Linked DNA regions of Sus scrofa: all the other regions are linked to region 2. Evidence: chromatin contacts called from public Hi-C and HiChIP or PLAC-seq data. All regions are on one chromosome and are shown on one strand. Each heading gives the region's core, a stretch centred on a gene start, on an enhancer-like site or on the middle of the called end of the contact. The rest is flanking DNA. Distances are from core to core; before and after follow the strand shown. Region 1 holds the start of EXD1 (piRNA biogenesis protein EXD1). Region 2 holds the start of NDUFAF1 (complex I intermediate-associated protein 30, mitochondrial). Region 3 holds the start of RPAP1 (RNA polymerase II-associated protein 1).

Region 1 (3,233 bases), core at 371-2,870, 140 kb before region 2:
AGACACCTGCCCAAAGTCACAGAGCTAGAACTTGAAACTTGAACTAAAACCCCTACGAGATCCCTGGTGTTATGCATTCAGAGACAGCATAAAACAAGTCACCAGAGCACCTGGAAAGACCATTCTTCTTTGCTCACTAATCCAACAGGCAAAGGGGAATTTTTACAGAAATAACAGCGAACCTAAAACTGGAAATACCAGCCCTTCATAGAGATAATCATCTGTATTTTTAAAAACATAAGAAACAAGTTTGTGAAATGCTTGGACAATAAGGAAATTTAAGAAATGTTAAAGTAAATCAGAAAAACAACACAAAGCAAAGAAAGCCTTGAGGACAGCTGCAAAAGGTAAGATTCAAAATTTGGAAGAACAAGTAAGGTCAGGATCCAGAGACAGGCTTCAAGGCAGACTCAGAAAATGGACACATGTCGCTGACATCAAACTTTTTCTACCATACTCATACTCGCAGGATAAAAGGAAGCTCCTGTGGTCTAGACGAGCATATCCAAAATGCTACATTCTGTGTATGACGGCAGACATTATTAGGACAAAACAGAGTAAGTCAATCACGAAAACAAACTCAGTAAGACTATAAACTTGATCTCATGCCAATCTATCAAAGCCTTAGGTAAAGCTTAAAAACTAGTAATCTAAGTTGACTTGGGCAGCTCGCTAAAATAGCCTTCTAGTACTTAGGTACTAAGTGACAGAGGTCAAAATTTGGTTCTTCCATAATTCAAATCTGTTCTGTAATAAGCCCAACAATCGAGTGAAGGGGTGTAAAGGCACTGAAGCCACAGTTAAAGATCTGGTTCACCTGGCAGGGTGTACTAATTTAACAAGTGGCTTTAAGCGTTTTCAGGAAAACAAAAATATGCCATGAGAACAAAATGCAAAATCCCTCATCTTTAAGGCAAAATAAGAAACTTAAAAACAAACTGCGGGCCATACACTAGAAATTCTCTCCTCCACCGTTAGATTTTTTTTTCTCCGACGGAAGTTTAGGAAATCTGGTCCCTATTTCAGCCAAATGGTGAGTTCCTCGCGCTTCAGTCTTGAACTAACAAAAGAGGGACTGCTGTTAAGGAAGAACTCTCGGGAAGTTCCAAGCCCGCGGTGGCTGTTACCAAAGGACAGTCCAGAAAAAAACAAATTACAGAAAAGTACGCAGCGCAGGACACCGACGCAGCGGAGCGGACGCCAACCGGCCTGAACAGAAGGTCCCGGCTGTTTCCCAAGGAGCCAATCAGCGCGCGGCCCCGAAGCTGGCACCCGAGCGCCCCCCAGGCAGGAAAAATGAGATGCAACTCCCAGCATGCAGTTCCCAGGAGACACGCCCTGGCTTTCACCCAAGCGACGTTTTGTCTATTTTGATTGTTTCTCTCCGCGATCCATGCCAGTTGTAGGGTGGGGTTTCTAGAATTAGAGTTCTGTGATAAAGGGGTTGGCTACGCTGTATGTCACAGGTCTGCGTGTTGTAAAACGGTGGGTCAAGGCGTTGCCCTTTTAATTGCGGTCTCTAAGGCCAGAGTGGCATTGCCCATTTAAGGCCGGTGGCATCATGGTTCCGGGGGCGTGGTCCGTTTTGAGCTAGACCTGGCCTGGCGCTGGGCTGATTCATTCGGGGGCTGGAGCTAGGAACGTCGACGTCGGCTCCTGAGCCGGGCGCAGTCTCACTCCCAATTGGCTGGGCCTCTGGGCCGCCCTTCTCCGCGCGCCACCCCTGGGTTCCCTTCCCGGCCCTCAGTAGAAATACTGCCCTCTCCGTTTTTGACCCCGGTCCTTCCTCCCCTTCTTCCCTCTCTCCTGCAGCCGCTGTCGCTTCAGGCGCCCCTGCTCCCGGAGGAGCTCCCGGCTTAGTGATGGGGTCCCGGGCCTCCACGTTACTGCGGGACGAAGAGCTCGAGGAGATCAAGAAGGAGACTGGCTGTGAGTTCGGGTAGGGGGTGGCAACGCGGCCGGGCGCCGCCGGTTGGCCTCAGGAGGGAGGGTAACTGTAGCTGAAGTCTGAAGCTGGGGTGCCGGGAGGTTGTGGGGTTCCTGGGAAGTTTCCAGCGCTAGAGCTTCGGGGATGATGGAGAACCAGTTCTTACAGCTACAGCTACCCAGAGTGGGGCTCTGGCTCCTGTGGGGTTGTCCTGCTCAAAGTAATCCCGCTCTTTTCTCCTCTTGCACTTGAAAGTCTCCGAATTTTTTATCTTTCTGGAACAACCTCAAATTTCTGAAGGAATCCTGTAGAAAACATTCTGTCCGTTTCTGTGACGTTTCTGGGCAGGGTGTTACAGCTACTGACAACGGTGGGAAATCAAACAAATTATTGCCTCAGCTAGAAAAATAAATACAGAAAGTGAGATCGTATAGTAAGGCTTTGGAAGACATGACCTGCTGATGGGAGACCTTAAAGAGTCAGGGATCTGAGAGTGAGACTTCTTTCATTTTGAACTTGTGGAGAGAAAGTACGGATTCTGTGACTACCAGTTTTTTAAATTTACACTGAGGATGTTTGCTGTCCTGATTTCAGATATATTGATTTCTATTATGCTGGTTTACTTTATGCAGTCGCCATAGAAACTGGATGTGCTCCAAAAATCTCAGTGTGAATTTGTTTTAGGAACTGACTTTAATAATCCAGTCTCTTCCTCATTAACCAGAAAGGGGTAACATGGCTTTGGGATTTCAGAATCCCAGAAAACATCATATATTTGTGTAGCTGGCCCTCGATAATGCGTATGATATTTTCTCTTCTCACTAATCCATTATGACTCATGTATTTTACATGATTTGTGGAAGCATCTGGGTTCTGAGTTTTAGGATACCTGTCTTTGATAATGAGATGACAAGTAAGTCACCGAATGGTCCATTTGCAGATAATAGTGAGTGCTTGGGTAACTTCAGAATTACTCAGGCAGTGGTGGCCTGAGATAAATTAAATGCTGTTTAACTTTCTAGAATCTTCAAGTTGGAAGGGATGTTATTTATCTAGTCTCATCCCTTCTCAGATTGGTTTACTGCTTTCAGCATCTCCAAACTCATGGTCATTAAGTCTCTCCATAATGACTTTAAGGATGGTGAGCTCACCACCTTCCAATGTAGTTCTTTTTATTATATTTATTTTATTTTTTAGGGCCAAACCTGCGGCATATGGAAGTTCCCAGTCTAGAGGTCAAATTGGAGCTTCAACTGCTGGCCTATGCCACAGCCATAGCCACAAGGGATCTGAGCCACGTTTTCTA
Region 2 (3,196 bases), core at 322-2,821:
TAGTACCCATGAAGACTCAGGTTCAATGCCTGGCCTTGTTTAATGGGGAAAGGATCTGGCGTTGCTGAGAGCTGTAGTGTAGGCTGCAGACGCAGCTTGAATCTGGCATTGCTATGGGCGTAGTGTAGGCCAGCAGCTGCAACTCAGATTCCACCCCAGCCTGGGAACTTTCATATGCTGCACCCGCGGCCCAAAAATAAATAAACAAATGAAAATGTGTGAACAGTATGTTTTCAAATGGACCAAAAATTGCAGGGAACCAGGAAAAATAACAAGAGTTGACCTCAGGTCTTGGAATCATAGGTAATACTTAAATTTCCCTTACTGACTTGTTCAAATGATTTTCTCTCTCCACACACAAAAATTTGGGAAATAAGTGATAAAATGGAATTTGTACAATCAAAAAATGATTCTCAGAGTTCCTCCATGTCACAGCAGCTTAAGGATCTGGCCGTTGTCACTGCAGTCTGCTGTGGCTTGGTTCCATTCCTAGCCCAGGAACTGCTACATGCTTCAGGTGCAGAAAAAAACACCAAAAAAAAAAAGATTCTCATGAACACCATGCTTAGGCTACACTACTGAGTGACAAATAATGAGGAATTAAAAATGCATGTATACTGGAGTTCCCTTCGGTGGCTCAGAAGTTAACAAACCCTACTAGGATACATGAGGATTCAGGTTCCATCCCTGGCCTCACTCAGTGGGTTAAGGATCCAGCATTGCTGTGAGCTGTGGTGTAGGTCACAGACTCGGCTAGTATCTAGTGTTGCTATGGCTGTTGCATAGGCCAGCAGCTGTAGCTCGGGTTCCACCCCTAGCCTGGGAACTTCCATTCGCTGCGGGTGCAGCCCTAAAAAAGAAAAAGGGGAAGAAAAAAAAAAAAGCATATACGGTAACGATATAAGTATAAAAATGTAAATGTACAAACAAAAAAGATTTGGGGGTTAAAAAAAGGCTTACAGCCATGTGCAGGGTGATGGAATTATGAGTACCATTATTCACCCTATTTTCCAACCCCTCAGTAGTGTTATTACTTCTCTAATAATATAACGTTAGTTATGAATATTTTGTTTCATATTTTTACCAATAAACATAGTCAAAATCACTAACTGGATGATCCTGGGCTGAAGCTGGTGAGTTTTCATGGCAGCATAAACCATGAAGCTAAAAGCAAGCAATCTTACTGAAGACTGTATGTCCAGCGCTTACCACGTGTCAGAAACTATTCTAGGTGTACTTTAACTCCTCACAACAACCAAAAGAGGGGCTACTATTCCAATTGCAAAGATGAAAATGGAGGCTCTAAGACTAAATCACCCGAGGTATACAACTACTAAGCGGCAAACCTATCCCCAAGAGCCCCGGCGTTTAGCTCCTGATCCAAGACCGGGAGCGGTCTGGACATTGTCACGGCCCCTTCATTTCTCACCTGCTAGGGCTGTGTCGCCCTCGCAAGTCCCGACGCTGCAGCCCTCCCTCGCGACACCCCAGAGTGAACCTCCGCTGTGCTCCTGGCTTTTCCCCGCCGGCTACTCCACTTTTCCTGTGTAGGTCCATCTGCTTTTCCAGTCCGCAGGGAAACTGGGCCTTATGACACTAGAGTTCCGGTCAGGTACGCAGGTCGGGGGAAGAGTAATAAAGATCCCGAAGCTTAGCGAAATGAGGGTTATGGTCGACTAGCTTCCCAAAGGACCCGCTCCTCCTGCCCTTCCTGATCTTTTCTGCCCTATGTCAGAAAGTGGGGAGAATTTAGAGAAAATTTTCGCCTCCCCTTCCTGCTTTCCGCCTTCATGCTGCAAACTTCATCCTGTATCTTTCAAGTAGGACCCAGATATTGCTAATAACCTTGGCCCCCAAGAGCAGCAGCCCAAGAGCAGTCCACGGCCACAGAGCAGCCCAAGAGCAGTCCACGGCCACAGAGAGCTACTTCTCCTGGAATTAACCCCCAAAGAATCTTGGGAGACCCACCTGAAACTTGAACACCAACTCTCCTACCTGCCCTTCCCCAATCCTGCCCCGTGGGGTCGCCCACTCCCCAGGGTTTCGATTGTATCTTGCGCACCCCTCTGTTTAAGCACTTTCAACACTTGTATCTTAATTATTCATTCACTTCTCACTTCCTCCGCCATGCTGTGAGCTTCTTGGGTCCAGAAAGTACTCTTCTTCCTGTCCCCAGCACCTAACATAACGCTGGCAGGAATTAAGCCCTCAGCATGAATTCGAATGAATTGTAACCATTGGCTGTTAACACCGTTCTCCAGAGTACCTTCCAAGTCCTCACCAAATACAATTGCCTTTTCCAAGTTTCCTCTGTCACTCTTTTCCACTCTACACCTTTTCTGTCTTCAAATTTTTCTTTGACTTCTCCGGATTCTACTACACTTGCCTGGCTCTGCAACCTCCTTGAACTTTTTTTTTTTTTTTTTTTTTTTTTGGTCTTTTTGTCACCCACGGCATATGGAGGTTCCCAGGCTAGGGGTCAAATTGGAGCTGTTCCTGCCAGCCTATGCCAGAGGCACAGCAATGCCAGATCCGAGCCACGGCAAAGTGGGATCCTTAACCCACTGAGCGAGGCCAGGAATCGAACCCACAACCTCATGGTTCCTAATCGGATTCATTTCATCCTTAAACCACTGAGTAAGACCAGGGATCAAAACCACTATGGGAACTTGTCCTTGAGCTTTTTCTAGCTGCTTACTTTACTCTGTACTCCCACAACCTTAAATGTGGGTTTGTCTCCTAAGCCCAGCCTGTGCCTTCCTCTTTTCTAGTCACAGACATGAGTTACACGCAAACAATCCAAAATATGTTCCTCTAAACACCAACATACATTTTCTTTTCTTTTCTTTTCTTTTTTTTTGGCCTGGCTGCCCCGCCGCACACCCCATGCAGAAATTCCAGGGCCAGGATTGAACCCAAGCAACTATTAGCAGTGATAATAGTGAATCCTTCTAGGACACCAAGGAACGCCTCCCATTTTTTTTCTTTTTTTGGGGGGAGGGGGCATGCAAAATAGATTAAAAAAAATAGCTTTATTGCTTTGGCACTGCAAAGGAAGCCACAGCAGACTAATGCCTTAAAAACTGTGTCCTCCGTTCGCAGAGACTAGGAGGTGGTTTTACAGTTTGGGAGTGGAAAATAGGGCCGCAGATAGGGATCAAGATAGATGCAAGCTTTCATTCTTCCTCCAAAGCTG
Region 3 (3,019 bases), core at 368-2,867, 130 kb after region 2:
AAGGCTCACCACCCACACCCAACATCCCTGCTGCCCTAGGATGCCTCGCCCAAACCAGGATGAGACGCACAATAATCTTAGTCAAGACAGCAGTGATGTGCTGATCATGCCTGTTCAGCCTCTCTTCAGGGTCCTCGTGTTCAGGCAGGGGGCAGCCAAGGCTAGGCTTGGCTCTCTTTGGTGGAGCAGGAACCAAGGCTGGGGGCAAATCTGGGAGATCTGAGAAAGAAAAAACCCACATGTGAGGTTACTCATACCTTCTCAGGAAGAGATTGAGCACTAGTAGGAAGCCAAAGAAAGAAAGGCAGCTGTGGTGGGATCCTGGCTCAAGCTGTGTCACCTTGGGCAAGGTATTTAACCTCTTTGAGCCTCAGTTTCTTCATATGTAAAATGGGGCTGTAGCAACAGAGGTTACGTGGTTCTGAAATAATGCTGGGGAATCCATCCACATCAATAAGAGGGAGAAAACCCTTCTTTTCAACTTCATACCCACAGCCACTCACTGTCCAGCATCACCACATCCCGACGATCCTGCAGAGGAGGCTGGTCTGGGTTAGCATCGCCACCTTTCCTACTTCCTTTCTTCACCAGCTGTACTGCTGGGGTTGCACCAGCTGCAAGGAACTGACTCTGGAAGCGCAGCAAGTCCACCTCGGACTCCCCTGGCTTTGGTCTCGACAGCATCTTGGCACACCAGCTGCCTTCCTAGTGTGACTTTCCAGCACTGCTTCAGTGTAGGGGACTCACTCTCATTCACCCCTAAAAGCAATAAAGATGATGAGCCCTCTACCAGTGAGCCGAGCATCAGAGAAGGTTCTTTCTCCCTGAGTTCACATCAACTCATTTCTCCTCATTCATAACTTATCGCCATTCCCTCCTTACTTAGCCCTCTCTGATGCAGCTCAACAACAATATTTACTGCCGATTTAGGTTGTTTACAATCTGTGGATGATAAAAACTCCCATGAACAACCATAAGGGACCTAAGGAAAATGCCATCAGGAACCAGGCATATAAACGTGTCAAATCAAGGAGTGGTGATTTGGTGTCAAACTGGTGGGAACATACCTGGCCTAAGAGTATTCAAATTATTTAAAACCTTGGGCTATAAAAGATCGATATATATTAAGAAAAAAAAAACATGTGTATTGCTATATACTAGCAAAGAACAATCAGAAAACGAAACTAAGAGAACAATTCTATTTATTATAGCATTAAAAAGAATAAATTTCGCCAAAGTAGTTCAAGACTTTTTTCTGCAGGCTTCCACAACCGCCCCTAGGGCTCTACGGTCGCCGGAGCTCCTGGACCACCCGCATCAGCAAAGAGAAATCACCGAGTTTCAGCCTATGCCGCCAGAGAATGGGGGGCCATGGCTGGGATCTCCGCATCGACATGACCGCGGCCGCTCCTGGCCGGACCAAAGATAATGGGGACGGCTACGACAAAGAACTACATACCGTGTACCAGCCCCTTTCACCGAGATATCCTAAGGTCCTTCCCTCCAGCCAAGCCACTTACTTGATCTAGGACGTTCTGGGCGCTGCCATTTTGCCCCGCTGGGGCCGGGCTTCCGCCGCCTTCATTTCGAACTTCCGCTCCGCAACCCGGCCCCTCCTCTCCATGGCCTGGCCCCGCCCACTCTTGGGAAAAGGTTGCCCTTGCGGTGTTTTGGACGCTTGAACGCGAATATATTCCGCTTGCCGCGGTCTACCTCACTTCGTGAGCTCCAGGCAGACACTCGTAACATTCACTCTTCAGATGCATAGCCAGCACAAGCCTTTCTACACTCACAACACCCTTGACAGAGGCAAAGGGTTCCTCAGGCATCCTGCATTCACCAGCTTGGGTAACTGCATCCACCACTCCAGCACCCAAGCTCAGGGCCAGCACTTAGAAACCTGCATACACACGTGTGGCCTCCCCAGTGTGATTATGGGCGAGCAAGAAGCTAACCAGGAAAAAGGGAAGACAAAGCGCAAGAAACACTGCCTGAATGGTGATGAGAAGAGAGGCTAGAACAGCCTCACTGACTGCCAGGTGATTCTCTTCAGGGACATCCTGACTTTGCTCCTGCCAGTATCTCTACTTAGAAATCCTCCTTCAGAGTTCTTGTGGCTCAGCAGAAGTGAACCCAACAGGTATCCGTGAGGCTGCAGGTTCGATCCCTAGCCTCGCTCAGTGGGTTAAGGATCTGGTATGGCTGCAAGCTGCGGTGTAGGTCAGGGTTGCATTGCGGTTCAGATCTGCTGTGGCTGTGGCTGTGGCTTGGTCTGGCAGCTGTAGTTGCCTGGGAACTCCCATATCCCGCAGGTGGAGCCAGAAAAGAAAAGAAATCCTCCCTCTTTTTTCCTCCACCCCACCCCAAAGTCTTTTTCTTCCTTTAAGACCTAGTTGGAATCAACTATAAACTTTTACCAACTGGGCCTCTGCACTGAATTTTCCTGGAATCTTCCATCTCTACTACTTGTGTGCCATGTTGGGAACATACTGCTGACTATCACCTACCACTGGTTACCTCTTCACAAGCATGTGCCCTGTTCCCTGGTCTAGACTGTGGGTTCCTTGGGAGAAGTGGGCCTTCTGTTTTGCACCGATAATGCTCAGCACCCAGCATATTGCCATGCACACAGGACTTTAGTAAATTATTGCTTGGTTGAAGGCCATCTCGGGGAAGTCAATGTTAGTCCAGGAGTTCTCAAACTTTAGCAGGCCTCAGAAGCACCTGGAGGGCTTGTTGAACCAGATTCTGGGCCTCACCCGAGTTTCTGAATTGATAGGTCTTTGACAGAACCCAAGAATTTGCATTTCTAACAACTTTCCAAATAGTTTACAGAATCCTTCTTTAGGTTTCTTGGTTTCAGCTGCAGCAGTAAATTTCAGCTACTAGGATTTAGCCAACCTTGGGGTCCAAATGGTACTGGCTGGTCAGAAGTTACAGTGAATAGGGAGGAAAATTGGAGCCAAAAATGCAGGAAGAATGAAAGTATAAAATCATTATTTGCAACCACTAAAGAAAT

What was found. Hi-C and Micro-C count contacts between places; a contact is called where the count stands out from the background. HiChIP or PLAC-seq counts read pairs in DNA pulled down with a chosen protein or histone mark.
Region 1: a contact with region 2 is called in an H3K27ac HiChIP or PLAC-seq map of alveolar macrophages. The contact joins the promoter of EXD1 here to the promoter of NDUFAF1 in region 2. A contact is called at or near these places in 1 of 47 Hi-C or Micro-C datasets (liver) and 1 of 2 datasets of contacts at active chromatin or transcription factors (alveolar macrophages).
Region 3: a contact with region 2 is called in a Hi-C map of skeletal muscle, with 3 times the contacts expected there. The contact joins the promoter of RPAP1 here to the promoter of NDUFAF1 in region 2. A contact is called at or near these places in 2 of 47 Hi-C or Micro-C datasets (heart right ventricle and skeletal muscle).

The regions. Positions count from the first base shown.
Region 1 is chr1:130,110,848-130,114,080 of Sscrofa11.1, reverse strand. It overlaps EXD1 (piRNA biogenesis protein EXD1), which reads right to left and starts at 1,620. Exons shown (of 11, transcript XM_021097534.1): 1 at 952-1,620. It overlaps CHP1 (calcineurin B homologous protein 1), which reads left to right and starts at 1,620. Exons shown (of 7, transcript XM_013993169.2): 1 at 1,620-1,929. The coding sequence starts at 1,863.
Region 2 is chr1:129,966,855-129,970,050 of Sscrofa11.1, reverse strand. It overlaps NDUFAF1 (complex I intermediate-associated protein 30, mitochondrial), which reads right to left and starts at 1,571. Exons shown (of 5, transcript XM_021097468.1): 1 at 1,430-1,571.
Region 3 is chr1:129,837,154-129,840,172 of Sscrofa11.1, reverse strand. It overlaps RPAP1 (RNA polymerase II-associated protein 1), which reads right to left and starts at 1,617. Exons shown (of 25, transcript XM_003121581.4): 1 at 1,521-1,617; 2 at 504-759; 3 at 71-219. The coding sequence starts at 684.